Regions from separate parts of the Mus musculus genome. Here all the other regions are linked to region 6. The links are chromatin contacts, called in public promoter capture Hi-C maps. All regions are on one chromosome and are shown on one strand. Each heading gives the region's core, a stretch centred on a gene start, on an enhancer-like site or on the middle of the called end of the contact. The rest is flanking DNA. Distances are from core to core; before and after follow the strand shown. Region 1 overlaps Trim44 (tripartite motif-containing 44). Region 2 has its middle 16 kb from the start of Gm34268. Region 3 holds the start of Ldlrad3 (low density lipoprotein receptor class A domain containing 3). Region 4 overlaps Trim44 (tripartite motif-containing 44). Region 5 overlaps Trim44 (tripartite motif-containing 44). Region 6 holds the start of Commd9 (COMM domain containing 9). Region 7 has its middle 48 kb from the start of Gm34268.

What was found. Promoter capture Hi-C pulls out the DNA fragments that hold promoters and counts their contacts.
Region 1: a promoter capture Hi-C map of pre-B cells shows a contact between it and region 6, with 3 times the contacts expected there. The contact joins the enhancer-like site here to the promoter of Commd9 in region 6. A contact is called at or near these places in 15 of 39 promoter capture datasets (the 3T3-L1 cell line, 3T3-L1-derived adipocytes, the C10 cell line and 7 more), 3 of 115 datasets of contacts at active chromatin or transcription factors (embryonic basal ganglia, embryonic stem cells and large pre-B cells) and 1 of 9 other capture datasets (adipose tissue).
Region 2: a promoter capture Hi-C map of embryonic stem cells shows a contact between it and region 6, with 2.6 times the contacts expected there. The contact joins the enhancer-like site here to the promoter of Commd9 in region 6. A contact is called at or near these places in 5 of 39 promoter capture datasets (the 3T3-L1 cell line, embryonic stem cells, hippocampal neurons and 1 more), 1 of 484 Hi-C or Micro-C datasets (embryonic stem cells) and 1 of 115 datasets of contacts at active chromatin or transcription factors (large pre-B cells).
Region 3: a contact with region 6 is called in a promoter capture Hi-C map of the HPC-7 cell line. The contact joins the promoter of Ldlrad3 here to the promoter of Commd9 in region 6. A contact is called at or near these places in 24 of 39 promoter capture datasets (the 3T3-L1 cell line, 3T3-L1-derived adipocytes, the C10 cell line and 16 more), 5 of 484 Hi-C or Micro-C datasets (the HPC-7 cell line, bone marrow-derived macrophages, embryonic stem cells and 1 more), 3 of 115 datasets of contacts at active chromatin or transcription factors (embryonic forebrain, embryonic stem cells and large pre-B cells) and 1 of 9 other capture datasets (liver).
Region 4: a contact with region 6 is called in a promoter capture Hi-C map of liver, with 2.9 times the contacts expected there. The contact joins the enhancer-like site here to the promoter of Commd9 in region 6. A contact is called at or near these places in 16 of 39 promoter capture datasets (the 3T3-L1 cell line, 3T3-L1-derived adipocytes, the C10 cell line and 7 more), 1 of 484 Hi-C or Micro-C datasets (regulatory T cells), 4 of 115 datasets of contacts at active chromatin or transcription factors (embryonic basal ganglia, embryonic forebrain, forebrain and 1 more) and 3 of 9 other capture datasets (adipose tissue, embryonic stem cells and macrophages).
Region 5: a contact with region 6 is called in a promoter capture Hi-C map of 3T3-L1-derived adipocytes, with 2.8 times the contacts expected there. The contact joins the enhancer-like site here to the promoter of Commd9 in region 6. A contact is called at or near these places in 21 of 39 promoter capture datasets (the 3T3-L1 cell line, 3T3-L1-derived adipocytes, the C10 cell line and 13 more), 1 of 115 datasets of contacts at active chromatin or transcription factors (forebrain) and 1 of 9 other capture datasets (macrophages).
Region 7: a contact with region 6 is called in a promoter capture Hi-C map of the 3T3-L1 cell line, with 6 times the contacts expected there. The contact joins the enhancer-like site here to the promoter of Commd9 in region 6. A contact is called at or near these places in 17 of 39 promoter capture datasets (the 3T3-L1 cell line, 3T3-L1-derived adipocytes, the C10 cell line and 11 more), 1 of 15 datasets of contacts at CTCF or cohesin (large pre-B cells), 3 of 484 Hi-C or Micro-C datasets (the HPC-5 cell line, embryonic stem cells and nephron progenitors), 4 of 115 datasets of contacts at active chromatin or transcription factors (acute myeloid leukemia, embryonic forebrain, embryonic stem cells and 1 more) and 1 of 9 other capture datasets (macrophages).

The regions. Positions count from the first base shown.
Region 1 is chr2:102,324,263-102,327,793 of GRCm38.p6, reverse strand. The region is part of intron 4 of Trim44 (tripartite motif-containing 44); the gene reads left to right. Among named protein-coding and RNA genes, the nearest start is that of Gm52521, 40 kb to the left of the region's middle. Within about 2 kb of position 1,768, at least 1 of the 459 cell types and tissues checked has an H3K27ac peak or open chromatin away from gene starts, as enhancers often do.
Region 2 is chr2:102,229,639-102,232,961 of GRCm38.p6, reverse strand. No RefSeq gene overlaps it. Among named protein-coding and RNA genes, the nearest start is that of Gm34268, 16 kb to the left of the region's middle. Within about 2 kb of position 1,326, at least 63 of the 459 cell types and tissues checked have an H3K27ac peak or open chromatin away from gene starts, as enhancers often do. A contact at or near this core is called in embryonic stem cells, where this site is marked.
Region 3 is chr2:102,185,175-102,188,429 of GRCm38.p6, reverse strand. Ldlrad3 (low density lipoprotein receptor class A domain containing 3) reads left to right here and starts at 1,970. Exons shown (of 6, transcript NM_178886.3): 1 at 1,970-2,150. The coding sequence starts at 2,105.
Region 4 is chr2:102,382,831-102,386,407 of GRCm38.p6, reverse strand. The region is part of intron 1 of Trim44 (tripartite motif-containing 44); the gene reads left to right. Among named protein-coding and RNA genes, the nearest start is that of Trim44, 16 kb to the left of the region's middle. Within about 2 kb of position 1,722, at least 74 of the 459 cell types and tissues checked have an H3K27ac peak or open chromatin away from gene starts, as enhancers often do. A contact at or near this core is called in liver, memory CD8 T cells, pre-B cells and 2 more, where this site is marked.
Region 5 is chr2:102,360,864-102,364,361 of GRCm38.p6, reverse strand. All of the region lies in intron 2 of Trim44 (tripartite motif-containing 44), which reads left to right. Among named protein-coding and RNA genes, the nearest start is that of Gm52521, 3.6 kb to the left of the region's middle. Within about 2 kb of position 1,646, at least 10 of the 459 cell types and tissues checked have an H3K27ac peak or open chromatin away from gene starts, as enhancers often do. A contact at or near this core is called in 3T3-L1-derived adipocytes, where this site is marked.
Region 6 is chr2:101,884,478-101,887,619 of GRCm38.p6, reverse strand. It overlaps Commd9 (COMM domain containing 9), which reads right to left and starts at 1,358. Exons shown (of 6, transcript NM_029635.3): 1 at 1,301-1,358. The coding sequence starts at 1,351.
Region 7 is chr2:102,293,046-102,296,333 of GRCm38.p6, reverse strand. No RefSeq gene overlaps it. Among named protein-coding and RNA genes, the nearest start is that of Gm34268, 48 kb to the right of the region's middle. Within about 2 kb of position 1,258, at least 44 of the 459 cell types and tissues checked have an H3K27ac peak or open chromatin away from gene starts, as enhancers often do.

The sequences.
Region 1 (3,531 bases), core at 519-3,018, 440 kb before region 6:
CACTTACATACGTATGCAAATACACAAATACATATACCCAAGATTTCTTACTTGAAGAGAGGGGACTTAGTGCAGTCCAGACAGAATGGCCTTTGAAATTAAGATAAATGTAGATTCAAAAGTCAAAACTAAAATCATTTTTAATGGATATAACCTTGGAAACTGAGCTGACCTGTGACCTTCAGGTTTTCTACCTGTACTGTGCAGGAACAGGGCTCAGCACTCATATATTCAGTAAGTGATGGATACAGTTAGGATTATACAGGCTCCTGATGGTCCTGGCCCTGAGAACTTGCTCAGTCAGGTAGAGGTAGTGGAATGGTGGGTAGCTACAGAGTGTATTGACAGTAGGAAAACTTCTCCAACACTATTATCAGTCTAAGACGTTAATTACTGTGCTTCACTGTAGCACTTTCTGGGCCATAGTCTGTGAGTTCTGATGAAAAGGGACCTGTTTAGGCCTACCACGTAAGATGCGTCACAGGAAGTTTAAGTTGAAGAATGAAGATTAAAAGCTCAGTGATTCATTTTAGGTGGCTCAAAGAGAGCATTTAACATGGATTCAAGCTTTGAGCATAGGCACAGAACAGAAATTAGCAAAGTCTTAATAGTTAATATCCTGATAGTAACAGGCATCCCGCAAAGCAGCTGTCTCCTTGATTTCATTTTACTACCCAGGAAAGTCCTATGATGTAGTTGAAATTACTTAAGAAGCTGCATAATTTACTGAAGGTCAATCTTGGTTGTCAGCTTGACACACCTGAGAAAAGGGAACCTCCATTGAATAATTGCTTCCATCAGACTGGCCATAGGCATATCTGTGTGGCATTTTCTTGATTGATAATTGATGTAAGAAGGTCTAGCCCACTGTGGGTATTACATCCCTAGGCATGTGGGCCTGGGCTGTATTTAAAAAAAAAAAAAAAGCTGATCCAAGCCCAGAGGCTGTGAACCAGTAGAAACCTAACTTTCCTCAATGATGTAACTGTAAGATGGAACACACACACACACACACACACACACACACACACACACACACACACCTATACCCGTACCTGCCCTCCCTACACAAACACAGAGCACACAACTATAGACAGGTGCTTTTGGTCATAGTTTTTATTCACAGCAACAGAAATCAAACTAGAGCATTAGTAAAGGCTAGGATGAAAACTGTGTCTTAGAGTATAAATCTTAAGAGTACATATTTTCCTACTATACTGCTATTAGATCATAGAGCCCACTTGCTCAATTCAATAAATATAATTTCTAAATTGCAAGATAGAAATAAAATCTATGATGTATTTTAAGTAATCTAAAACTTTAATGGAAAAAATCTTAACATTAAGCTGTACTCATAAAAATGTCAACTTTATTTTTTTAGGATAGAATTAGCATTAATATTCTTTTCCTATGAAGACCTGAATGATATATCTAATTATTCATTAAATATATGTCTATAATTATAATATATTATAATCAATTATATATTTAATTCTTATATGAAAACTAATTAAGTACTTGAAAAGCTTTAGCTAGAAGATTACGACTGTCATGTCTTGCTTGTTGCTCTCTTTGCAATGTGCTAAATAAATTTGTTCCCCCTCCCAAAACAAAACAAAAAACTAAGAATTTCACAATCTGAAGTCCATTGAGGGTAAGTGAGGGCCCTTGAATATGAAAGGATTTTGAAATAGTGCTAAAGAGGTGGCTCAGCAGTTGACAGCACTTGCTGCTACTCTTGCAAAGGACCAGAGTTCTGTCCCCGCACTTAAAATTGGTCAGATGACCACCTGTACCTCCTGCTCCAAGGTATCTGACACCCTCATGTATGTCTGTACACATGCACTCACATACACATGAAAATATTTTTAAATTTATGAGTTACTAACTGAATTTTAAGACTGCAAACTTAAGTCATCAATCAAATCTGTCCTAAATGTATGTTTTTTCTGCTTTGAATAGCTTTTACATTTCAGATCAGTATTTAAAATCTAAATATTTCACATTAAAGAGCAGATTTTCCAGCTTCTTTCAGGATAACTTTAGCAACATTGGGTGACTGTTTCTCCAGGATGGTCACCAGCTAGAACTGGAGTGTGTGTTTCACTGTACCACAGTCTGTCTTCAGCCCAGTTCATTTACTTGTTCTACCTGTCATACCTTGAAAGATTTGAGTCTGTCTTGCTGAGGTTAATCTAGCTCCTGACTACTAAGTACTGACAGAGAAAGACCATGTCCTTGGCTGTACTCCCCACTCTGTACACACTGACCCATTGTAGTTTTGTGCTTTGCTCCGTTTTTAAATGTTAAATTATTCATATAAGCTTGTCGTTTTTATTACGCTATGTCTTTTAGAAGAGGAGTCACATTCTCATCAAGTAACTCAACAAATACTGTTGGTATTGCGTAGGGAGCTGGAAATATAATAAGATATAATCTTCCAGTCTAAGGAAAGTCATAATCTAGCCTTGATTATTTTCAATTTAAGAAAGTATCTAGCACCCTTATAGGTACCAAGGCATGTTCAGAACTTACTTGCTAGAATGTGGTTATTAACAGCATAGGATTTGACATCACAAAGACCTTATTAAATCAAGTGTGGTGGAGTGGAGTGTGCCTATACACACGGCACTTGGAAAGGGTGAGGCAGAAGAATTGCAAATTTGAGGCCAGTCACATATGTAGCAGAGGCTTGTGAAGGCTTGATGCCCCAGTGTAGGGGAATGCCAGGACAGGGAAGCACGAGTGAGTGGGTTAGTGAGCAGGGGAAGAGGGGTGGGATGGGGGGGACGGGGGGAAAGGGGATAAAATTTGAAATGTAAATAAAGAAAATATCTAATAAAAAAAAGAAAAAAAGAAATGAGAAAGAGTGAGCACGAGAGCACACTCATCTTAATACTTGCTAAATAGAAGACAGTGTTGGCTTATTTACAAATGTTAATCATGCCATAAGCATGCATACATAATGTCTCACCATTGACCACATGTCATCATGCATGCAAATCTGTGTTACATTATTTGGTGGTATTATTTTGGGGGTATTTTGGAAAGAAAGCTAATAATCTTACTTTAAGACAGAGGCAGTTATATGAATCCCAGAGACAAGTTGGTTTGTGAGAGAGTGAGGGCATGAGAGTTTATGTTGTTTTCTGTCAGAGAACTTTATGTGCATCCTGAGTTTTACACCACAGCAGGAAGAATCAGTATTTGATACAACAGAAAGTTTCCAGAGCCTTGGTCACCAAAATGGGACTTGGACACCTCAAAAGGGAACTGCTGAGTAATGTGACCATGTGTTTTGGTGCCAGATAAGACTACTACTAAGAAAGAAGGAAAACAAAAAATTGTAAATAGCCAGGAAAGAAATAAAACTATTTTGTGTAAATAAGAGTAGATTGAGTATTTGGTATAAAACACTTTAGGGAGTGGGGAAAAAGCCATGAAGTCAAGCCTGAATCATGTGAAGTAACTATTAAAATGTTACCTATGAACATTTTAATATGTCTGGAGAAATGGCTCAGCGGTTAAGAG
Region 2 (3,323 bases), core at 77-2,576, 350 kb before region 6:
TGGAGTCCCAGATCTGGAAATACCCGGTAAGCTATTGAAATGACCACCCAGAGAACCACACTTACCCCTTTCGCCCACCCCTGGCTTCCCTCAGTAGTAACTTATTTCTTCAAAAGCTGGTGAGCATTTCCTGCACATTTGAGCAACTCGTTAGTGGGACTCAGAGCACGGATTGCAGGACCCGAACCACATTCATTCACAACTGAGATGCACATGGTCCCATGTGGGATTTGGTAGACTTTTTCTAAATCAGCTAAATGTTCTCTGGAAGAATTATTGGCCGGGAAGGGTGACCGTGAAAAACTTGGCCTAAAACATCATTCAGATAGATCCTGGAAGCTATGCACAGAGATTTTCATGTTACCAAGAAAAGGGCTCCAAGTGCTGTTCATAGCCTCAGAGGAAGGCAGTGCAGGAGGTCTCAGTGGGCAGAACCCACGCTGGGGCACTACTACAGATGAAAGCAGCCCCAGCCTAGGCCTCCGGCCTCCTTGCATTTGCTTGGATGAGCTACCCAGGCTCCTGGGTTTGGTTTTCTGTAGCAGCAAACCAATGAAAATACAAGCATTTTCTTTTGTTTTCATCTCCACTGGGAAGACCAAGCTTGCTTCAGAGAATCAACTCTCTCTGTCTCTGTCTCTCTCTCACCCACTGTAACTAATGTCACAAGCACCCTGTGCCCCATGTGAGACGTGTCACCTGACTTTGCATCATTCACCCTTTTCTTGCCTTAGGGATAATTTTTACCCTTTAGTTTCTTATTTCCTTCCAGCCAACATTTCCTCTCCATCCACAAACACTTTTCTCTCCATGCCTGCAGTTTAGTTCAAAAGCACCGAAGACAAACAAGGGATTGAAAGGACTTAATGTGCGAGTGTTTTCATTTTCCTCTAGGGGAAAAAGAGACAACAAGTTATGAATTTCTTCGTAACAAACAAACTGTTTTCCATATGTCTCAGGGAGAAAACTGCTTCCCTGTGATTCCGGCACATTCCTCTGTCAAATCCAGCAGGGCGATCCTGGGAGCAGTCGGTTTTCTTCTGTTGAGGGTTGGGGGGTGGGGGGGGGGTGGGACAGGGGGAAGTGTAGGGGGGAGAGGAGGGGGAAATGTGTTTTCCAACTCGCAGGCTGATCTCTGAGCTATAGCAATTATGCCTTCAGAGCCTGTTCCAGCTCCCTGCCAGAAAGGGAGCCGGAAATGGGCCAGGGAGCAGGGGGTTGCTACTCTGAGCGCTGAGGCTTGTGGGTACAGTCCAGTGAGACCTTGCCTCATGGCCTGAGGCAGCTGCTGCAGCCCATCCCTGATTCTAAGCAGAGTTAAGCAGCTGCTTGTGTGCAGAGTAAAGCATCTGCCTCCCAAAGAGGTGTAGGGTTGGGGCTGTACACTGTGCAGAAAGATGGTCCCCACGTGCCTGCCGCACTGCTGCCTTCTGGATTCTGGATCCTGAGCCAGCTACAGCCCTCTCTCTCAAACCCTGGGCATGGATCCTGGGGTGGCTCCTCCCATCCTCCTAGGACCTCCAAGGCCCTTAACAGCCTTCAACAGTTCCTCCCTTGCTTTTTACCAGGAAGCCCATGTTCCTCAGATTCTCCCCCAGGCTCTTCACAGGCAGCCATGCCCTCCCCTCCCCTCCCCTCCCCTCCCCTCCCCTCTGTCCCTTCCCATCTCTGCCACCTGCTGTCCTGTAGCAAAAGAGATGTCCACAGCCTCTTGACCACCATGAACTTCCCTTTAAATTGAAATGTGGCTCCTGGAGATGAAATATCAGTGTCTGAGCGCTGCTTAACTGCCTCTCTGCTTATCCTTAGTCTCAGAACAGGATTCTTCCTGAAGGACACCTTCTCTGCTGGCTACAGCATTGTTTGACAGTGCTTCCCTCCTCTTCAGGTTAATTTCACACAGGGAGGGGTAAATGTGAAGGGGAGGGTTCCAAAATGAAATGGAGGGAACCATGGAAGGGAACCTTTATCGGCCTTTATCATAACTGCCTCCTCCTCCCCTCCCCCTCCCCATTCCTCTTCCTCCTCTGCTTTAAGACAGTTTTGTGTATCTCAGGCTGCCTTCAAACTCACAGTATAGCAGAGAAGGACCTTGAGTTCTTGATCTCCAAGCCTCTACTTCCCAAGTGCCAGGGTTCAAGACATGTTCCTTACGTCCATTCTATAGGATATGAGACTTGAACTCAGGGCTTTCAGCATCCTAAGCAAGCACTCTACTACCATAGCTTAGCTCTCTTTCTATGTAATGCACACGAGCTCCTTTACGGTACAGTTTTGTTCTGTTTTGTTTTGGTTTGTTTTTGTAAATTAACCTCCCCTTCCAGCATCCAACAGAGGAGACAGCACAAACAGGCCTTGGATAAGAGCTGCTACTGGAGACCCATGACTAGCCTCTGCTCCGTTTCTGCGCTCGTTTTCAACTACACTGCAACAGCTGTCCCAGCAGGGTCACCTGTAGAAAAGACTCAGGGAACAAAGAAATTGGCTCCTTTGAGAACCAACTTCTGCCGTAATGTTCCCTGCCTCAGGCATTATTTAGGGATGGTAGCGTGAAGCCTGAAGAATGGCTCCTTAAATTTTTTGACAGCACTTCCTCAAAAGATGCCTCCCGAGGACTGGAAAAGCAGCTCTGTTCCCTGGTTGTGACCTGGCAGAGGACGCAGCACACACATGAACTCCAGTTCCAGGGCACCCTATGCTCTCTTCTGGCTTTCATAGACATCAAACACATACATGGTTCACATACACGCATGCAGGAAGACACTCAAACACACATTTAAGAGGAAGATGCAGCCCCATTCTCCCTCTCTTGAGCACAGGTGGGCCCTAAGGAAAGTCTCCCATGAATGAGATGTTGCAAAAGGCTGTCAATTTTGAGGCCATAAAAGACATGGATGTTGCTGTGGTGCTATGGTGATCCTTCCATCAGCTCCTGGAGAGACCCACACAGGCACAGAGAATTCCTGCCCACAGATACTGAGTGACCACCTTGGGTGAAGATGCTAAGCCTTCAGATGACTACAATCACAGCCAAACCTTGGTGGTGATCTTGGGAGAGAACCCCAGCCACAGCCACTCAGCTCAGCTATTCCCAGATTCCCAAGCCACAAAATCTAGGTGACAAATGTTTGCCTTAAACCACTAACTTTGAAGCAGCAACTTAGAATGCAGCAGTAGCTAACCCCGATGATTTGTACTCTTGAATGTGTGTAGAAAAGGAGAGAGTGGGAAGGTTCTTTCAAGAAAGAGCTCTTGTATTCCAGAATGGAGAACAGAACTTGGCTCACCATGGGGGCGTGGGGTATGGGGCATGGGTGTTTATG
Region 3 (3,255 bases), core at 721-3,220, 300 kb before region 6:
CAGGACTGGCCACAGGTGTGAGAAATTACATTGTTAAGGGGACATACAACTTCATTCAAGGAGCAATATAAAATAAATAACAAATTTCGAGTCATACAAAGGGAAGGGTAAGGGGCTGGGGTGGAGAGATGGCTCATCAGATAAGAGCACTGACTGCTCTTTCAGAGGTCCTGAGATCAGTTCCCAGCAACCACATGTGGCTCCCTATCATCTGTAATGGGATCTGATGCCCTCTTCTGGTGTGTCTGAAGATATATATATACATATATACATATATATACATACACGCACATATATAGATATAATACAATATATATACACATGTATGTATGTATATATATATATATAAATATATAATTTTTTAAAAAGTGGAAGGTAAAATTTCTATCATTTTGGATAGTGCAAAATATTTGTTAACAGACATAAGACAATTTCTCTCCTGAAATCCTATGACTACATTAAATGTGAATTACAAGAAGTCATTTCCCAGCAGTGTTAGCTTGACAATTTAAACACATGTGTTTTCTCACTCTCTCTCCACACACACATGCACACACACTCTCTCTCTCTCTCACAATACACACATGCTTACACACATTCTCTCACACACACATACTTACACACACACTCACACACATACACTCGCACACCACACTACGCTCACATACCCACATGCATGCACCACACACACACACACACACACACACACTCAGCAACAGCTAAAGAATGACTTTAATTTCCAGCAGGGAAAACTCTCAGGCTCAGTGGCTTTGGGGAGTGGGAGCTGCAACCCAGAAATCTTTTCCTGGGAGTAGAATTGTATTAAACGCTGAAATTAACTTTTGTTTATTGAGCATTTCCATGATCATAGCTCAGATCCAGTGGCCACATCATCTTTGAAGCTGCAGATAAGTTCTGTGTCTTATGGTCTTCTGAACTGGGCTTGTTCACGGTGGTAAGTAACGATGTGTGGCTGTTGAGAATGTTTTCCCTTCCTTCCTTCCTTTCTTTTCTTTTTTTTTTTTTCTTTTTTTTGAGCCTCAGAGACTTCATTTGTGTCACAGAAACATTACTGTCTGTCTTCAGAGGTTGTTGTAAAGGTAAAGTGTGACCATGAGAGTGCCATGCCTGAAGCAGACTAGTGCCATCCTCCTGCAGCTTTCTGGAGGATGCTAAGTGAGATTCAGCTGTTCTGGTCAGTGTTTGCTGTAATGCCATGAATAGTAATGTTATCGCCTTGTAACAAAAGACTTTTTGGTGAAAGCAATAACCCAGTGAATGCACTCAGTCTTTTGGTTAGTAACCTAGATGCAGCTTAGAGGAGCACATGGACTTAAGGCAATCATGGCTTCCTCTGGGGCTGGGGGCTCATTTGAAGGTCTAACCAGAGAAGGTCAATTGCTCTCAACTGCTAAGTCATTTCCTCAGCTCCATGATAATAGGCTTTCCTTAAAAAACAGTGTATAATGCCCAAACAATGGAAAATGCATAAAGTTTTGGGGATTTAAAACTCTCCTCAGTGTTCTTAGATCTCAGGATGAAATGTCTTCTCTGCTCCTCCAGTGGCTCCAGGAACTACCATCCTGAGAATCACCCCCCCCAGTTTATTAGAAATGCAGACCTGTTGAGTGGAAGTGAGCTTTATAACGGGGTCGCCAAGCCTGCCTGATACATTTTGGAGTTTGAGAAGCAACGGTCGTATTTCACTGTCAACAATGAAAAAAAGTTTTCTCCTAAGAACCGGTTCTTCAAACTTTTTTCTTCCATCTAGGCTCTGGGGAGATGGTGACTCTCTCATCCCCGCAGGATGCAGGAAGAAAGGGAAACCGGCCGAGAGAAGAGCCGGGGCAGTTAAGAATTCCTCGCAATTTGACCCCTGAGGCAGCAAAAACTGGATCCGCCGGACCTTTGTAACCTGGACCGTGGAGGAGAGCTCAGGCGGCCACATTCAACTGTGAGCGTGCAGAACTTGGCTGAGCTCTCTGGCCTGGGAGGGCGGGGGCGTGGCTGGGCCGGCGAGAGGGCGTGGCCGGCGCCGAGAGGCGGGGTCTGACCGAGGCCGCGGGGCAGCAACGTCGCTGGGCAGCGGAGCGGCGGCCGCGCCATGTGGCTGCTGGGGCCGCTGTGCCTGCTGCTGAGCAGCACTGCGGGTGAGTGGGGGGCGCGTGACGCGCTTCACCGAGCGCCGGGCGCGGGGGCTGCCTCGATCGTCCCTGCTCCGCGCGCGGGCCTGGGCTGCGGGCGTGGGTGTGCGCGAAGGGCGGACCTCGGCGCCGGGCTGGCCGGGACCCCGCGAGGGGCCGCGGCGGGGCGCGCGCCGCGCTATTGTGTGGGCCGGCGCACCGGGTGCTGTTGTCGTGTGTGTGCGCGGGCGGAGCTTTGTGCGGCGCCGGCTCCCTAGAGCCGGGCGGCCGCCCGGATTGGGCGTAGTTCGAGTGTGGCTCTGTGTGCTGGGAACCGAGGAGGGAAAGGAGAGGACTCCACTCTTGATTTCGGGTCTTCCCGGATTCCCTCAGCCTTTAACATACACTTTTCTGCCTCAGTTTCCCATCTACGCTCTCCCCGCATCTGCATCCCAGCTTCCTTTCTCTTCTTCCCTGGACCGTGTCTGGTTTGGGAATAGCGAGATGCAGTAGGGAATGGACATGGAAATCATTCGTTCATCCTGGGAGCAGATCTTTTACTTCTGTCGTCTGTCGAAGATGCCTTAACCTTCAGGGAGCAGGGAAGGAAAAGAGGACCGGGGCTTCCTCTAACGGCCGTTGGTCCCTGCATCTCAGAGCGCGTGCATCCTGAGACCCGCAGGGTCCCTCCCAGACAGAGTGCTGTTCCCAGGAACTTTTCTGCTGATGTGGGCACGCTCCGAATTCCAGCTTGGAGCCCTTCCCCTCTGCCTCTGCCCGCTGGCCACAGCTGTCAGCAGCCCCTCCACAGCTCTGCCCGCCCTTGGCCCCTGATGCTTATTTCTGGGCAGCTGATGCTCACAGAACTTTCTTTACTGAAGATTTCATGCTCTGTGGCCGTATCATTCACACGTCTAATTTATGTCGGATTTTTCCAAATACTTCCAGAAAACTTGGCTGCTGCGTTGTGTTTGTTGTGAGGGAAGTCAAAACCTTTCTGAGCTACCCCTTGCAGATGTCCAGCAACCCTCCCTTCCTAGAAGTTGCAAGTCCTGTGCATCCTCTCAAATGACTGGCCAGCGGGACCTCCCCCTCCCCCATCATCCCCACTCCTCTGAGACTCCATTTAAAT
Region 4 (3,577 bases), core at 473-2,972, 500 kb before region 6:
AGGAGATTCACCTGCCTCTGCTGGGATTAAGGGTGTGTGCCATCACTACCTGGCTTTTTATTTGCTTTTTTGTTATTTGTGTTTTGAAACTTGGTCTTGCTATGTAGCCCTGGCTGGACTTGAACTCACAGAAGTCGACCTGCCTCAGGCTCAGCCTCTGCCTCCTCAGTGCTGGGATTAAAGATACGCACCACCACACCTGCCTCCACTGTCACCTGCCTCCTGTATCGTTATCCTGATGTGTGTTTGCTGTTTTCCTGCAGGTTCTAGAGGAAAGCTCCTAGAGCCCAGGAGCCTCAGCAGTTCAGATCTTAGATTAAGGTTTTTGATTTATTGCCATTTGATTTTTGTGTAGGAAAAGAAATATGAATCTAATTTCTTCTACAGGTGGTTGCCCCATTTCCCTAGTGTATATTTGACAGCTTTGTCAAAAATTAGGTGACCATGCTGTGTGGTTTCTGGGTCCTCTTGGTCTACATTTCTGTTTTGTACAGTACCATAAAGTTTATTCATTATGATTCTGTAATATAAGCCAAGATTAAATAATTGTGACCATTCCAGCATTGATTTTTTTTTTCCCTCCCTGCTTGGATTATTTTGGCTATTTGGAGTCTTATTCATAATGTTTGTGAAGAATGCCATTTAAAATCTGATGTGGATTATTAAATATGTAGACCACTTTTGGTGATATCATTATTTCAACAATATTAATTCTGTAGTCTTTGAGAATTGGAGGTCTTTCCATTATCTAGAGTCTTCAGTTGTTTTTTTTTTTTTTTTTTTTTTTTTTTTAAGGTCTTTAGGTTTTTTTTTTTTTTTTTTTTTTTAATAGAGGTCTTTTAATTCTGTGGTTTGGTTTAGGCTCAAGATTTTATTTTATTTTTAAGCTATTACAAATGGGATAGTTTTCCTAACTTGTTCATGCAAAGTTTGTTGTTGGTACATAATTTTTTTTTATCTTTATATCCTAATTCTTTGCTGAAGGTACCTAAGTCTGAAATTTGCCTTGTAGAGTTTTAAGTCTTTTAAGTATATGATCTACAAATAAAAAATATTTGCAGGTCTGACTTTTCCTTAGTTGTTTGTATTCCCTTCCCCCCTTTTTTCTTTTCATATTTTGAACCAACCTTGTGGTGTAATCAACTTCATCATGATATGTGATGTTTTTAGCCTATTCTTGAATTTGGTTCTCAAGTGTTTTGTTGAGAACTTTGTCATCTATAGTTGTTGTTTTGTCCTTAGGGTAATACTGGCTTCAAAAGGCAAAGCGTAAAAGGTATTTAAAAAAATGGAATTAAAAGTTAGAGCAGTCTCTTCTTGGATCCCAAAAATTGGAAACTGACATTTTGTGCTTGGGTTAGGGAAGGTAAATTGAACCTGTCAGAAGATTTATGCTGGTGCTGAGCCTGAACCCTACAAGAGTCTCAGTCACTCTTCACTTTAGTAGCTTCCTTTTGCATAGCAAAGGCTTCTGCTGTCCATATGTAGCTTTGTAGTTATTGGGTTGGGCATGCTCTTTTCTTTTTGGAGACTCCCCAGACTCTGTCCCCTAGGGTGGTTAATGTTCTCTCTGGGGTAGATTTGGAGGATGTATGTCTCCCAAGTGTATTGGGGGTGGGGATGGCAAAACAGTCTTGAGATTTGTACAGGATCTGTCTTTGACCTTTCAAAACCTAGAAGGTATTCATTAACTGCCCCACTATAGGTGCCAAGTACTTCTTTGTTCAGAGTACTTGCCTCTACAGCAAAGTATGGCAGAGTGGTGGCTCTAGCTTGCTAACCTCAGTCTCAGGAATACTGGACCTCATAATTAGCCTCTGATGATGTCTGCCGGAAAGCAGGGCTCCTTTTCTCAGTGACATCATTTCACTGAGCCTCTTGCCCCTGGATGCCTCTGCTTTTTAGTGACCTGTTCTCTCTCTACACCTGCTTTCAGGGCAGTCTCTCTCTCACTCTGGGCTTTGGTGGTTGAGTTCTGGCTCTCTGACTTAATTGTTTCCCTTTCTCAGGCCTCCAGAGTAGCTCAGTTTGAAACAGTCGGTATCTTCCCCCTCTACTTAGTGCCTGGGCACTGCTCTCCTAGTATAGCCTACCAGATTGCTGTCTGTTTGTCAGAATATGCATAAGGCTCCATAGAGTACAGGAAGGAGTAGGTGTGGGGAATACAAGCCGTGGATGGGGTGAACTTGGACCAGAATCTTCCTTTTGTAGTTTTGCATCAATTCTAGAACTTGTTAGAGACAGGTTTGCTCTAAGAGACTTTCATTTTCATTTCTATTTGGGGGTGGTTGTATTAGGGAAGCTATTCTTCATACTTGTTTTGAGGCTGAACATAGCAGGCTCAATGTAAAGCCCAATGAATGTTTGAAAATAACTCTTGAATTGGCTGGAAATGTAGAATGTAGGATTTCCTGAAGGAAGGCTCTCAGATGCTGCTCTGTGTGTCCCCTGGGGAGGCCATGCTTTTGATGCTTTGTGGGCAGGAGGAAGGATTCTGGTGGTGAAATGCATTTTTAGGAAAAGACAAAGGGTTTCCTCATCTCTAAACTAGCAAGGTACAGCTGCCTTCAGTCTGTCATCTGCTTAGGGATTCCTTCATTCTTCGTTTTCTGAAGGAAAGACAAGACAAGGCGGCAAGACATGGTTTGGTGCATTCCTTTCTTTTTTCTACAGCCAGGGGTAAAGTCATAATCCATTAGTGTTCTTGCTGAATAGCTTAAAATGGGTGCCAGCAGCTGGAAAGAGAGAGAGAGAGGGAGAGAGGGAGAGAGAGAGAGAGAGATGCTGGGGAAAGCTTTCCAGGGACAAGTGACCTGCTTGTTCAGCCAATGAAAATAGGTTAGAGGAATGATATCACCAGACAGGCTTTTTTTGTCTGATTATCTTATAAAAAGCAGGATTGTATCTGGCAACCTAAGCCTTTTTTAAGTACTAAGGTTTCACCCTCCCTGGTATATGACTTCTAAATTTCTGTTCCCAACTGTCAGTTGCAAGACCATAGAGATTAAAAGCTTAAACGAGTAGAGAAGCTAGTTTAAAAAATAGAAATTACCAAACTTTACAACCATGGCTAGAATGGAAATGTGATCTGAGTTGTGTTCAAAGAGCACATCTAAAGCAAATGCTGGGCATGGTCACATGACCTTAGACCTTCTGCTTGTAGTCTTGGGAGGGGAAGGCAGTTAGTGGGAGAAGAGCCATTAGTGTATTCTAATTTATGGAATGGATCTTCCAAAGGATTTCCTGTTTGGGAGGGATTGAATTGACTTTGTAGCTGATCTTGAGTAAGTGATTTCTGTAATATGTTTATTACATATTACAGAAATAATTGACCTTAATTGACCCTTCTCCCATAAAAAAATAACAATAATTGTCTTTATGCTTGTTTCCTTACTGAACAATAAGTGGTCTTGTCCTATTTCATAGAATTTCTGAGATAAGAAAATAAATTAGTTCTTGTGACTTGAGATTTTGCTACATGCATGTATTACAATAAGAACATTTTTCTTAAGATTTTATATTCAGTTATTCATTTCTTTCAATGGACATTTCACACCTTTGTTTTAAACACTACCTT
Region 5 (3,498 bases), core at 397-2,896, 480 kb before region 6:
AAAGTACAGTAGGATTCTAAGTATGGGCTCACATCAAATGCCCTGTGACTTAGAACTTTTAGAGAGTTGGTCATGGGCAGGGATGGGATTAAGTTAAAGGGCTAAAATAGAATAGGCAGGGGGGGGGGGCTGAACTGGAGGGCTGAAGTGTGGGTCTGGGTGTCTACTGAAACCCACTGGAGGGAATGCTAAAGAGAGTAGGGGGTTTTCATAGGGAGGAGACACCGCCAGCTGTACTGTAGAAGGTAAGGGTAGTGTGGCTTCATTCAGAACCAGCTGCCTACCACTGTATGTAAGACCCAGAGATTAGGAGGGAGGAGAAGAAAATAAAACTGACTAGTGCGAGTATCCTGGATGCCTGCCTAAATGCCCTTACTTTGAACAGAGGTGGGAGGGCACATCAGCGTTTTATGGAAAAATAAGATAGATAGAAGGCAAATTATGTACTCAGACTATGCAAATTTGAACTCCAGCCATTTACTTGGGGCAGAGTTAATTTCTTTCCTTACCTCAGTTTCTTCATCTGTAAACTAAATAAAATGATAGCTTCCTCACAGTGAGGTACCTAGTGTGATGGCTAACTGAAGAAATACACACATCGAGCTTCTGATAGTCCTTAACACAAGAAAGACTGGGGTGTGTGTGTGCAAAACGTAGGCATGGTAAGGAGGAGTTAGTGGTGATTCAGCTTGAAGTGTGAGGCTTTAAGTACTAGAAAAGTACCCAGATAGAGAGGGTCATGCGTCAAGAGGAACACTAAGATGGGTTGCCTGGAGAGAAAATCCAGGCGTAAAGGGCCTTCTCCAAGGTTGTGATAATTGCATTCCAAAGATGGGATGAAATTGCTAAAGCAGAGTCTAGTGCTTCTCATTACTTGCAGCAATGTCCAGACACTTGATTGCCACAGCTGAGGTAGGGAGGATACTGCTGGCCATCATACAATGCCTTAGCATCTCCCAACAGCAAGGAATTACTACCTCTGAATGCCAGTGGTGCAGGGTTGAAAACTCTCAATCATAGTGATGTGTGAATAATGTGTGGCATTGCCAAGATGAAGTTGGTAATGAGGGAGCTAGAGAAGTGTCACAATTGTGAAAGAATTCAGACTAAGGGCATAGCTCCAATTCTATAGACAGTTCAGTGGGAAGCAATATGAAATTGGTGACTAATGTATTCCTTAATGGTGGGGAAGAAAGGGCTGCATGTATTACATGTCTTGATAAAGTTTGGTTAAAGCTAGGAGAGATGGGTGGTACTGATGGGCAGCATTAGCATAGGAAAAGGTTCTTCTGTGGTTTCTATACTTCTTATTTGTGCCGTGTCACCACAACTGCTGATTTGTACTCCATTCCCCTGAAGAGGGAAGCTGCTTATTTGGGTATCAAATGTGTTCAGAGACAAATCTGGATTGGTTTCAGTTTATACAGTTATATCATTTTAAAAGAAAACTATATTTGGGGTTTATTTTTTGTAAGAAAAAAATGAGTCTCTAAAATGTTTATTGACAGTCAAAGTCAGCTAGTTGTTCAGTTGTGAAAGGCAAGGCTGACTTAACATTCAGCGTCTCTGACCTTCCTCCTGTGGGTTTTCAGGGTAGAATGTGGCATGGAGCGGTTGTCACTGCTTTTGGAACAGGATGACTAGAGCTGAATCTTTGGCTTTACTGTTGTTACCAGCTGTGTAATGCTGCTTATTAGAGACAAGCACTCTATTACTGGGCTGTATCCCTACACGAAGACTTGAAACATCACTGTACTTAACGTCTTCTCAGATGTTCTCAACATCCCAGTGCAAAACCCAAGAAAGTCAGGCTTAAAACTAGGTTATGGGAATGGCTTTACTAAGAATGTTGATGATGGAATGTAGTTCAGAGTTCACATCTGCTGTGTTTCTAAACTGCTTGGTAATTTTCCCAGCCTAAGAAATGCTTTGTTGTTTAATTCATAAACAAGCTTTTTCAGTCATATATGAAAACATGGACTTGTGTGATCTTGACATTGAAAGAGGCCTACTTCTCTGGAATACATATTTATTTATTTAGGAGTACATCTTTATTAAGCCATATATATTATTATTATTGTTCTTTTTAATATGTCTTCTCTAATTAGTAAAAGGAAATAAAACCTTACTCTTCTATAGTTCAGCTAGCAAGGCGTTAATAGCTTCTAGTTCATGTCAGATACTTTGAGTGGATATTGTTTTTGAATACAAGCTTCTTTTTTTCTTTTCTTTTCTTTTCTTTTTTTTTTTTTTTTTTTTTCGGTTTTTTGAGACAGGGCTTCTCTGTGTAGCCCTGGCTTTCCTGGAACTCACTTTGTAGACCAGGCTGGCCTCAAACTCAGAAATCTGCCTGCCTCTACCTCCTGAGTACTGGGAATAAAGGGGTGAGCCACAACGCCTGGCTGAATACAAGCTTCTTAATTCAAGATTTTATGTGTTCAAATATGTGTATGTAAAGTGTCTGTGTCAGTGTACATACCTCTTGGATCTAGTCTAGCTAAGAAATATTAAATACAAGCACATAATAATATGTCATGGGATAAGATTTAACATCTTTAAGATGTAAAATCTTTATCCTGGTAAGGGACCTTAAGAGAACTGTCCTATTAAATATGGAAATAACTCAGTAAAAATTGCTAGATGCTAGAACTCCATTGCTAGATGTGATGGCGCATGCCTTTAATCCCAGCACTCAGGAGGTAGAAGCAGGCAGATTTCTTTGAGTTCTAGAACAGCCAGGTCTACGAAGAGACCTGCCTCAAATAAATTATCTAGAAGGACCTTGAGCAGTTCAAAAGTGATCAATAGAGACAGATATTATAGCAGAAAACATGTGTTACTGGACCAAACTTGACATTATGACTGTTCTTCCCCAGCGCTTCTCTTATTAACCTATAAAACAAGGTTGCCTGTAGATATTCACTGTTGTTTTCTGACCATACACAAATAACCACCAATGTTTCCAAATTATAAACAATGCTGTGTTTAAGTATTAACATTGCACCCTAATGCAGCTGTAACCAGATAGAAGATTATGTCCATAAAGTAAGCACTAAGGGTTTTGGCAAATTGGAAACCAGATGACCAAAGAGAACATGCTCCTTTTAAGTTTCCTTTGTGTTAAGAACCAAGTCTCTCAGGTAACATTTTCCTGGAGACACTCAGTGCCCTAGTAAGTACGTACGTCAAAGGAGGGGGACATAATTTTCTCTTAATTAAGTAGTTCCATCTTGGTTTAATTAGCCTCTGAGATTCCACACTCAGTTTGTTTGGAGAAGCTTGACTGTTTAGTAGATCCTCTCTAGAAAGAAGCTTCCTGATCACACTTCCACCATTCTGGGTATCTACCGTTCTTCCTTGACTTTGTAGAATTTTCCCTTTTTATTGACATCACATATAGTGAGACTATTATTGACATTTCTGGAGAACTTTAGGGCAGGCTGAAAAAGCACCAAGAAATGCATGCAGAAATAAAACCTGAGGTTTCCAGATAATAGG
Region 6 (3,142 bases), core at 109-2,608:
CTTTACTGGATCAATGTAAATACCCCAACTGTGATATTGTTCTGTAGATATCCAGGAAGTCACCATTAAGGAACATGGGACAAAAATCTCTCTGCATTATTTCCCACAACTACAGGAGATATTATAGTTAGCTTTTAATAAAGTGTATTTAAACAATAGAGCAGTGAAAATGAGCTATTGCTACAATCATGACTGGAAGCCAGATGTGAACACTGATATGAAGAAGTGTTCCATTTCTGTGGAGTTCAGAGACTGAGTAATAGTACATGGTGTCCGAAGCTATGCACTGTTGGGAAGGCAAGTGAAGTAAGTAACCAGGGAGGCACTGGGGGTACTGGTGTCTCAGTCTGTGGTCTGGTGTTGGCTACATGAGTGTGTAGTCATTAAGGGAATTACTAATGATTTCAGTATGCTATATGTTATTTTCCAAAACTTACCAAGGAAAAGAAAATGTCCCAAGACAAGCAAGCATGGAAAAGGAATGGCTTAAATCAACCACAAGGAAGAGAAAAAGCTGCTAAGGAGAACTCTTGGATCCTAGTCACAGCTCCACTATACTAAAGCCCTTCATAGCTATTTCTTCGGCACATACTGGGTGCCAGGTCTTGTTCTTGTTGGCATAGGCTTGTGAACAATGAAGTCAAAGTGCTCAGGAGTGGACTGAGCAAATGCACACTAGGAAGATGGATAACGGAAAGGGCATTATATGTGTGACTTATAATGACAGTGTCACGAGGATCATTTCTGATCTTCAACTGGATAAGAGAGAAGAAAGGAAAACAAGAAGAAACAGAAATCATGTTCCTCAGAAGAGAACACAAAGACATCCATGGTGTGTGCACACTAGTAATAAGTCCTAAGAGGGAATGCAAAGCCACCCTTCTAAGGAGTAACTCAAACTTTATGACGTCCCTAGAAGTACTAGGGTGACAAGAAGGAGAGAATTTCCCTGAGAGAGGCGTAAAGACTGGGATGAAATGGGAACTGGTGACTGTCACCCAAGTGCTCCAATCTATAAAACCACTCGTGGTCACTAATTCTTGGGTGTATTTACATCGACTATCTGATTTTTACTTCCACCTTAATATCTGGGCGTGATTAATTTTGTTGCTCCTGTTTAAAAGCTCAGAAAGGCTGAACGATTTTCTCAGGGTCACACAAAGAAGCACTGACGCGCGGCGGGTAGGGTGGGAGTGGGACAATGCTCCAAGTCAGGGCCGGTTTATTCCCAATTCTTGCTTTGCACCAAGTCCCAGACCCTAAGACGGTGGCCGCACGCGTCCCCACCCCTTCAAGATACCTTCAGTAGGCTCTGGAGCGCCACGAAATGCTCTGCTGTCAAGGCCGCCATCTTTCTGGAGTCACGTGACAGCCGGAGCAAGCGGAGCGTGCCTCGTGACCCCTCGCAGGACATGCTGGGAGTTGTAGTTCTTCACCGTGGCTGGCGGGAACGGCGTGCAAAGAACCAGGAAGTCTTCCTCCTGTATGACTAAGCTCAAAGACCAGAGGGCTGAGATACTGAGAGAACTCGGATATAGAATGATTTCCAGGGAACAACTGGCTGGACATCCTAGGTCAGGGAAACTGGTTTTGCCTTTGCCCCTCTGGGTAGGCTGGCTGATCTGGTGAATGCACCTGCAGACTTGGCAGACACCTTGGCAACTTAGATGCCCAGAAGAGATCGGCCTACTCACCATCTGGATTTAAATGAAGCTTTGCCTATTTGAATTCTTGGAATTCACACACACACACACACACACACACACACACACGCTCACATGCCTGCAGTACTCCCTAAAAACAAAACAAAACAAAAAAAACAAAAAACAAAAAACAACGCTTCAAGGCATATAGTTTCTTCTCTGTTTGTGGAGAGATAGGAGCCTTTGTAACTAGCCTTATCCAGACAGTCAAGCTAAGTCACTTAGGGTTCTTAGTAACTTTCCTGTGGTCCAAGAAGAGGTCTGGTTTGAAGGGCAGCTGATTAGGAAAGGGGTTAGAAAGGAAGAAGGCGTGTGAAGATATTGACTATCTTAGCTCTGTGCACCTCCGGCACGGTCTCTTCTGTCTGCATTCTTTCCCTTAAAACTGAGTGTTGAGGGTCATGCAGCAAGACCTGCCAACACCTTCCTCAGAGGCAGACCCTCCAGTCTTCAGAGAGTCTGAAAGTGGCAGTCGCTGGGTCAAAGGCTTAACTACAACCTTGCTATGGGTTGAGTCTGAAATCTGTTTTGCAGGTTCATCCTGTGGTCACTTGGACCCTAGCTTTGTGGGACTGCTGAATGTTAGAACCCTTAGGATCTGGGACCTTGCTAGTGAAGGTCTCTAGTGGCAGGCCTTTGGGGGTTATGCTGCTTCTGGTTCTGGCCTGATTGCATGGTGTCTTGTCTGCTGCTGTGTAAGAAGTCTTGGCTGTACATTATTGCCACCCTGCTCTGCCATGTTGGACTACAACTTCTGAAACCATGAACCAGAATAAATCTTCCTCCTCTAAGTTGTTTCCATCTAGTTCCTGTCACAGTGACACACCAGTAACCAATGCACTTGAGAAATTGAAAGCATAACAACTCAACTGAGCCATCCCAGGCTTTCTGGCTTTGAAATATTGTATAAGTCTTTAGGTGTAGCCTTTCCATGTCTTGATTCAAAGTGGCTGCAGGCTGTGAGCTTCCAGAATGAGGTACTAACTACTGTTTGCCAGCTACTAGGGAAAGCTGACATCCAGATGGGGCAATGATGACAGCCAAAGCAGCCATTTCCCCTGGCACTTGCCCTCTTTGCTGGGTACTGTATCTACTTCAACTGCAAGATGGGGAGTGACTCCAACTTCAAGAACAGGCTTCCAGAACTAAGAAAGAAACAGAAACCTGTGAAGGAAGGATCTGGCTTCCCAAGCTACCTGACTTTAAAGATGTCATTCTTCCTTGAATAAACCCAGCCTGGTGGAGGGTTACCAGTGGATAACAGTTACCAGGGATTCAGGGAATGTGCTAAGAGTATAGACCAATCTGATGCATCCTGTTGTCTGGGAGCAGCTTCAGCAGCTGCTGCAAATGCTACCTCAGACTCCACCACCAGTGTTCCAGATGCTGCTAACCAAACTTATAACCATTAGTCAGAGAACTGTAAGTGCTCAGAACTT
Region 7 (3,288 bases), core at 9-2,508, 410 kb before region 6:
AACATTAAGTCCAAGGATGTAGCTGTTGGCTACATGCTATTTTATTGTAACATCAAGATGACGGGGATATTAACTGAAAGTAACTTAATTTGTTTCAACACCCATTAAGAGACCTTTTGTACTCAGGTGTAGACTTTATCCTAAAATTAAATTCAACCTATTCCAAGAGGCCAGTACCACCACCATAGGAGACTATACTTAAGACAGTGGTCATGGTGAGAGTGGAAGGAAGGGTGGTTTTGGGTTGAAATGACAAATTACTGATAGCAATGCTCTCCTGTTAAAATGGGCAGCATATTGTTATAAATTGTAGTCACCTATTATGGTACAAAAGACCAAAACTTATTCCTCCTCATATAACTGTATTTTGGTCCCCATTACCCAAGCTGTATTCCCTAACCTTACAACCTTTAGTTCCCATATTCTACTTATTCCATCTGTGACATTCACTTTTTTAGTGAACCTTTAGTTCCTCTCTTGCTCTATGGGATTCATTCATTCATTTCTTTAATTAATACCTTTTGTTCCTATATTCTACTGTTTTTCTTTAAGATTCATTTCTTAACCTGTAGTTCCTCTAATCCACCCTCTTTTTCTACAAGGTTGATTTCTTTAGTTTCTTCCTACGAGTGAGAAGACAGTACTTGTTCTCTGAATGCATTTCACTTTACATCATACTTTCCAGTTCCATTCATAGCAGAATGAGAGGGGATGCCTCTGAGGTCAAGCCCAGGCTGGGCTTACAGAAGCAAGACAAAACAAAGACAAAATCAAAATCCAAACAAAAAACAAGGAAAGAGGCAAAAGTGAAAGATGACTATTGTCTCAACACTTCTACTTGTTAACTGAGAGATTAGAACACATTTGCCCTGGAAGATAGTGCTTGTCTGCTCTAAGAAAAGCATTCCTATTGAAATCATACCTATCCCTCATTTTTCCAAATATACTTGCCTGTCATTTACTAACGTTGCTTGCTAAGCCTTCCCCCACCTCTGACAAGAGGACAAGTCTCGGAGGAAGAACCAGTCACCTCGGGACTACCCCTTGTGGGATACAAGTGGTACCCACGCAGAATGTTCACTCCACTCTTGAGAGCCAAGCCATAGGCATTCTTTTACTGTGTGCTACGGAAGGTCATCACTGCCCTGGGGAAGGCAGCTTCACAATGGCTTGCTTCCTCCTCATCACTGGCGGGTCTCAGGGGAACGACCGACTGCTGCCTCGCCTGGCTCATCATCAGCTGGCAGACACCACAGCAGGCAGAAGTGAGCCAGAGTTCAGGCTTCCCCCATCTTTCACCCACCTACCTCCTTCCATTCCTTTACCCCTTCTTCCAGTCTCCATCTGGAAACCATGAACTTCAAGGATTCCAGACACATATTCTCAGGTTTCAGATGTTTGGGAAATTTCTCAGCTTGGATCATTGTTCTGGAGTAAGAGGATTTGGTTGGGAGGGGGAGGGGAGAACTAGCTTAGATCCTTTCACAGAAGAGAAAATAAGGTGTGGTGTGGACCCAGCCCTTCAAACCACACACATTGCCCAGCTCCAGAGAAAATATTTCTGTTTCCCTTGGGAGGTAGTAATAGAAAAACAAAATCTCTGCTCATAAAAACCTTCTTTGCCTTCTGTGTTATAAACACAACTAGCATCGGATAATGTGATGTAATTGATCTTGCGTGTGTCAGTAGAGGAGAGTCCCCAGACGATGGAACGAAGAGTGATGGGATAAAATAAAAAACAGAATTGAGACCTAGCTTTTTGGGGGATTGCGGAGGAGAGGACAGTTAGCAGGAATTACTGCTCAATGCTACTGTGATGTCTCTAGGAAGAATTAGCATGTGTCTTCTGCCTTTGGAACATGAAGTGAGACTTGCTCCTGAGCCTGGGTTTCAGAAGTAAACAGTCTTGGTTCTATTACTATGTCTTCTCCTAACTTTGGAAGGAAACAAGCCTTTTAAAAAAAATGGTAGCTTTTGATAACTAACAGATGCTGTGCATGGACTGTGTCCTTACACTAGCCCACACAGCCTTTAGATCCTCCTTCAGGCTGTTACACCTGTTGCAAGGACTTCAGATTACAGTGTGTTTGTTTATTCTTCATAGCTGTCCCTATTCCTGGCTGCTGTGTTACCAGTGCTAACAAAATTGCTCACCTGATGTAGCTATGCAGACATTTTGTGAATATATTCTCTTTCTCTACATGTTATATCATAATGCTGAGAACTTGAAGACACGATGTCTAAAACAGGTGGTACTACCAATAGACACCTGTTTGTCCTAGAATAACAACGAAGAGAGTTGAGAAACCTAACTCCCATCCCTACTCTCCCACCAAGAGACTGTGCAATCTCTAGCAGCCATGTCTTTCTACATACTCCTAAAATAAAGGTAGAGCCCTCTAAGATGGAGATTTTCCATTTTCTTCCAGCTCTGCAATTGTAGAATCTTAGTAAATGTTACCCAGGCTTCAGCTAGGGTTCTTACTCTATGTCAACTAAGAGCCGCAGGGCCTGTTTAAGGGCTCTACCTTACGGATATTCCCAGCAGGCTTCCTTTACCCCAATTTGAGTTTACATTCATGTTCTGAACTAGAAGCCCAAGTGTAAACTTACCAAAGATGAGAGTTTGGCACTCTCCTCGGGCACAGTGGTTGTTTGCCCAGCATGTGCAATGCCTTGCTTCGATTCAGACCCAATAGCACAAGAAAGAAGAGAAGGAATTGTTTTTGTCTTGCTTCTAACAGAATTGGCCATTAACTATTTTCATGTCTTCACTATTATGTTACCCTTGAGACCACAGGAGAACCTTCCAACACAAGTTTTGGTGTGACAGGCAGCAGCATGTGGGTGGGAAGTGCTGGAGAGTGTGTGCACTCAACACCAGAGGGAAATATGTGCACATGAGGAAGAAAAATGCCTCTGTGCCCCTGCGAGCTGCTGTTCTTTCAATATTAGATCAACAGTTATTTAAAGGAGAGGGTGGAGGCAGCATGAAGAGCTGGGGTGTGTGTTGCTGGAGCTATGCTGCACCTGCATCCCACACTCAACAAAAAGCTCTAACCTCTTCTTAGAAGACCATTTAGCAGCCATCTGTTGTTAGTCCAGCCTATCCCTCCTGGGGTCTCACCCCACCCTCTTCCAAATAGCTCTCAAAGTATTTCTTGCAATCTCATACAACTGTTTCCCTGAAAGGCATTCTTGGAAGTAATTTTTGCCACCTCATTATAACTTAAGTGAAGTGTTTGCACCACCTTTCTTTTATCCCAAGAGACAAATCATATAGTGTGT